Linked DNA regions of Hordeum vulgare: region 1 is linked to region 2. Evidence: chromatin contacts called from public Hi-C data. All regions are on one chromosome and are shown on one strand. Each heading gives the region's core, a stretch centred on a gene start, on an enhancer-like site or on the middle of the called end of the contact. The rest is flanking DNA. Distances are from core to core; before and after follow the strand shown. Region 1 holds the start of LOC123412887. Region 2 holds the start of LOC123413488 (pumilio homolog 5-like).

Region 1 (2,700 bases), core at 192-2,691, 610 kb after region 2:
CATCATATCATTTTCGTCAATTCTCACATATTCAACAAACATTCATATCACATTCAACCATCATAAGCGATAAATACAAATTAATCATATTCAACTAACATCATTCATTCAACATCATTAAACCATTTTCAATTTTATTTTGAACATCATTCATTCATGTATTCAACATTTGTACAAAAATACGTAAATATGCATATGCATAATTCACCAAAATCCATTGTATTCAAACATTGCAATATATGATCCATCCATTCAACATCATCCATCAACTACATCATCCATCACTAGTTAGAATCCCCCCAACATATATCATATGGCATTCATTTTTTAACATGAACTAGGGTTCATCTTCAAACTACATAGCATCTCTTCACCTAGTTACTAGGGTCCATATTCAACCCCATACATCATATAGAATCAACCTAAATAACCCTAGGATCAACCAAATTGAAACTCTAGTAAAAAATAGGGTTCATTTGAAGCAAATAATGGATCGAATCGAAAGCTATTTGACTAAAACTAATTGGAGGGATTGAAAGAGCTTACTTTTCCATTTTCGAAGCCATCTCGATCTACAAAAACTGTCAACAAACGAAGAAGATCCGAGGAAGGGAGTGAAGGGGATGGGAGAGGGAGCAAGAAGGAGAATTCTTTGTTCTTGCGTGCGGGGTGGGGAAAAGATGGGAGGTGGGCGAAACAGCCCCACGGGTTTATAAATGCCCGGACCCTACTGCCGAAGACCCTGACGGTAGGGGTAGACAGCCTACCGTCTGGCCCTGTGACGGTAGGGTCGAACGGAGGTCACGGCAGCCGTCAGTTGGAGCTGCGGCGGGGTGGGGGAAAAGATAGGGATGAGCGAACCAGCCCCTGAGCTTATAACTGCGCGAGCCCTACTGCCGAAGACCCTGACGATAGGGTTAGACAGCCTACCGTCGGGCCCTATAACGGTAGGGTCGAACGGAGGTCACGACAGCCATCAGTTGGATGAATTGTCTATCGTCGAAGGTCTCGACGGTATGCTATCTAACCCTACTCCTAATATTCCTAGGGTACGATTTTTTTTTTTTTTTTGAAGCAGGGTCAAATCCTAATGAACTTTTCACGAAGGAAAACCCGAAATTTTGGCCCGCCGTGGTGAGGAGAGCACTGAGAACCCGTGACCCCTGAAAAAGGAAAGGGAAAACAGGTTCAGGGTCCCAGCCCCAGCGTCAGCAGCCTGCCGCAGTCCTCGACCGCTCGCTGCTATTGTATTCGCGGAGACGAGACGACGACAGGCGTCGTACCATTCAGCCCGGTCTCCGATGCACTTCACACACACTCCCCGCTTTGACCATCCTAATCACGCCGTAAAGCGGTAAAACCCCCCAACCTGATTCAAACCCCGCCGCCTAAACCCCTCCTAACCCCGCGGTTAAACCACTCCAGGCATCGCCCAAAACCAAAACGGAACAGGTCGGCGACGCGCCGTGCCAGTTCAAGCCCCCAAACCTCACGAGGCCACCAGGCGAGAGAGGGAGGCTGCTCACGAGGAGCAGCAGCAGAATCAGAACCAGCAGCGCCGCAGCCCCCGCAGCAAACGGCCCAATCGCCGGCGCGAGGGGGTGGAGCTTCCCGTCCCGAGGTTCGTCGGCGCGGCCGTTTTCTCCCCGGTGTCCGGCGCCTCGATCTCGTCTCCTAGCCGCCGCCGCCGCTCTCCACCGGCCGATCCCGCGAGCCCAGGCCGCAGATCGTTCCATTCCGCGAGGTATTTCCGGGCGGCGCCGCCGCTGATCCGCTAGGGTTCTAGCGAGCCGCTCCTGTTCCTGTCCCTTTCGTTTTATTCTCCCGTCCCTGTCGGGTCCTTTTTACGCACCGGGCGATTCTCGTGCTGCTTGCAGGAGAGGCGAAAGTGAGCGCGCGCGGCCTCTGGACCAACCGGGGAAAGGCAAAGGGGGAGGGTAGGTTCCGGCTTTAGGAGTGAGCTCCCGGGTCATGGATTTCTTCAAGCTCAAGAAGTTTGGCAAGGCCCGGAAGGGCTCCAGGCGTGAGGGAGAGGCCTTGGAGTGCGAAGAGGAGGCCAACCCCGGGAATGTGGGTTTGGAGGGTGACGTCTTCGAGGAGAACCCTGAGGCGGCCGCAGGGGCCGGTGTGGCCAACGTGGGGGAGGAGGTTGGGGAGGAAGAGGAGGACGAGGACGACGATTTCATCACCAACGAGGTGAAGCGGAGGCTCAAGGACATGAGGAAGAACACCTTCATGGTGCTCATCCCGGAGGATGAGAATGCTGAGGTGGAGGAGGATGGGGACGAGGAGGAGGAGGAGGAAGGGAGTAGCTCCAGGGAGTGGATGGAGTCCGACGTCGGTGAAGGGTTCCCGCTATGTGGCTTCGACTCGCTCTATGATAAGTACTCTCAGAGAATGGTGGCGTTTGATAACATGATTACACAGATCTTTAAGGATCCAGGTGAAAATTATAACCACATTGTAGTTTCTTGTATGGCTGCTTAGAGTTGTTGCGTGTTTGACTTGAATGCCACACAATGTGTTTTACTTTCCTGCTGCTATCTGGCTGGCATATTAGTTTCAAAGCAACATTTCAGTTATCGCTCTTCTTTGCTAAGTAACGGCACCATTTAGTCCACCTAGAAGTGCACACCATCGATTTTCCTTTTTAGTATAATGATAGATTTGAAAAATCTGCATGGTGAAAAATATAGCACA
Region 2 (2,700 bases), core at 111-2,610:
TCACCTTGGAACCATAATAGTCGAAGTATGCAGGATCAGCACGTAACTGCTCCTCGGCCGTGGAACTTCCAATCACATTGTCCAAGTTACCTAAACTGGCGTCGAAGTTTCCACTCTTCTGGCCTATAAGATTACCAAGAGCAGCAAGAGATCCCTCCATGCTAGGAGGCGCGCTTCCACTTCGATTTGGGACAGACTCCCCCCAGCCCCCATAAATCCCACTGCCACTCTCCACAAACCCCAGCCCTTCTCCAGGAAGATTTCCCAGTGGAGAGTCGAATGCTCCGAAATCCTTAGTCCAGCCACCAGCCCCTCCCCCTCCAATTAACCGAACAGCACTCTGTGTGGCCATTACACTGCAAGGAACCAGATGAGAGGGGGAAAATGAATATTTAGTGTTTATCAATTGACTATATTAGCAAGTTACATTCCTACTCTATCATTTTCCTAGTCTAGCTATTCAAGATCAACTTTTTTATGTATATCCATTCAGGGGTAACTGGATTTACCGATTTGGCACATTCAGCAGGCAACAAGATAAGCTTGGTTGAAGCAAATGATTTCCAGAGTTAATGTTTCATATTAGGAAACTATGAATGACAGAATAATAATAACATACAAGGAGACTACCCAAACATGCTAAGGTACCAAGCCTCGGAATCTCTGGATGACCCAAAATGTGGCATTATAACTTGGGGTAAATAGAAATGACTTGTCAACGAGAAGCCTAACGCAATGGATTGCATGCTTGCAGCCCAAGCACACAGCAATTCCAAAGCGAAAGCGCCCAATTTGCACCTAAAAGGCAAGAGCTTGGCAGCGAAATCAGGCACAAATCCATCAGACACCTGGACACAAAGTTAGGCCGTCCTCGACACCCTCAATCCTGTACCTCCAAATCACAACAAAATCGAGGAAAATCCCGGTTCCTTTCTGTTCCGGTGAGTCTTTTTAGACGACTTTTTTTGTGCTTGTTCTAGTGAGGTCGCCTGATTATATACGGGAGAGAGCGAGGGAGAGCGAACGAGAGGGATAGGTACCTTGGCGCCTCCGAGCCAGCCGAAGCTTCCAAACCCTAGGCGAGCACCAGAGCCGGCACCAACCCGGCCACCTCCTTTACCTTGACCTCCTCGCCCCAAGCCGCGGCAACTGGCCAGCCCTCGCTTCCCTCTCCCTCTCCCTCCCCGGAGAAGAACCAGGTCGAGTCCCCCTTCTCCCTCTCGTCGCCGACGATCTTCTCCTTCTGGAAGCCTTGCTCCTCCTCTCTGGGTCTTCCCCTCTTTCTCTTTTGCGGGCGGAGAAAAAGGGATGTCGCGTCTAAAACCCTCGAACCGCTTGCTTGCCGCGGGCGGCGGCGTCGTCCCCACTGCTTTGAGGGTCGTGCTGGGAGATGATGTGCGGCGGGGATGCGGTGGTGGTGACGGTGACGGGCCTATCTGGTACGCCAACGTGTCGCCGGAGCACGGGGCACAGGGGTCAGCTCGGTGACGGTAGCAGGTGCGCTGGACGCTACGGCCACCCGAATGGAGCAGCTGTACTCGGAACGTGGAAATGGCTCCGGCAGAGAAATATAGATATGGGTGTAAACCAATTTCTGGTTGAATGGTTAGAGGGATTAGTATTATTCTAGCATATTATGATTCAAGTCTTGGTGTTTGTATTGTTTCTGAATTTATTTTAAAATTTTCGATGATACACTTTTAATGCAAGGAGACGTTTTCGTCGACGATGACTTCAAAAATCTTAAAATGATATGACGGCTCAGTCTTTCGGAGGTGTTCATAGAGATAGAGTATGCGCGTGTGTGTTTATAAGGATGAGTGTATACGCATGTATATGAACGATTGCGTCTATACTATGTTGAAGAAGAAGAAAATACCCGTGTGTTTAAAATTTTACACCTATACGGAGTAAAACATTCAAAAAAATAATACAAGGAGAGTTGGACTTTCCTAAACCTTAAGTCGACTAAAATTTATACCCAAATGATAAGATCATGTGTTGCACGAAGCACTTCGGTTCTAATATTTGTTATCTTTATTTATTTATTAACACAGTACAAATGCAAGCATTCATATAAACATGCATATACTTACCCCTACGTATACACACACATCCTATCGCTATGAGCATTTTTGAGAGACTGAGCCGACATATTATCGTGAGATTTACGAAGTCGTCTAAGAGTCTTGTCAACGGAAACGTCTCCTCTCACTGAATGCGCATCGCCGAAAATAAATTCAGAAATAATGCAAGCTTTGGGACTTGAATTCTGATGGGCTCAGGATATCACTGACCCTCTAACCATCCAACCACATGTTGGTTCACCTTTTATATCTAGTCCTAAAGGCTTGGTTGGTAGGATTGCGTCCATGGTTATTTTTCGTCCTCCGCTTTTTGTGTGGGTTCTTTTTTGTCCCTCCTCCCACCCTCGTCTGAATTTTTTTCGTCTCTCCTCCCATCATCCCTCCCACCTTGGTTGGTACGACGGGACGCGGCCTTCGCGGCCGATGCCTCCTCTCCTAAACGAGATGCGGCAGCCATCGAACAGGGGGATGCCCGCGACCGTCGTCGTCATCGCGGATCAACAAGACACGACCGTAGCGGATCATCAGAACATCGTCGACTCCACTCCACCATCGGTGCCTCGGATACGCCGTGAATCACCGGGTCACGACTGTCGCGGATCACCACGACGCG

The links. Hi-C and Micro-C count contacts between places; a contact is called where the count stands out from the background.
Region 1: a Hi-C map of seedling shows a contact between it and region 2, with 4 times the contacts expected there. The contact joins the promoter of LOC123412887 here to the promoter of LOC123413488 in region 2. A contact is called at or near these places in 1 of 6 Hi-C or Micro-C datasets (seedling) and 1 of 1 datasets of contacts at active chromatin or transcription factors (embryo).

Annotation. Positions count from the first base shown.
Region 1 is chr7H:188,599,926-188,602,625 of MorexV3_pseudomolecules_assembly, forward strand. LOC123412887 reads left to right here and starts at 1,442. Exons shown (of 5, transcript XM_045105849.1): 1 at 1,442-1,744; 2 at 1,878-2,443. The coding sequence starts at 1,972. All of the region lies in intron 2 of LOC123412888 (a long non-coding RNA gene), which reads right to left.
Region 2 is chr7H:187,986,089-187,988,788 of MorexV3_pseudomolecules_assembly, forward strand. LOC123413488 (pumilio homolog 5-like) reads right to left here and starts at 1,361. Exons shown (of 10, transcript XM_045106428.1): 1 at 1,041-1,361; 2 at 1-356. The coding sequence starts at 352.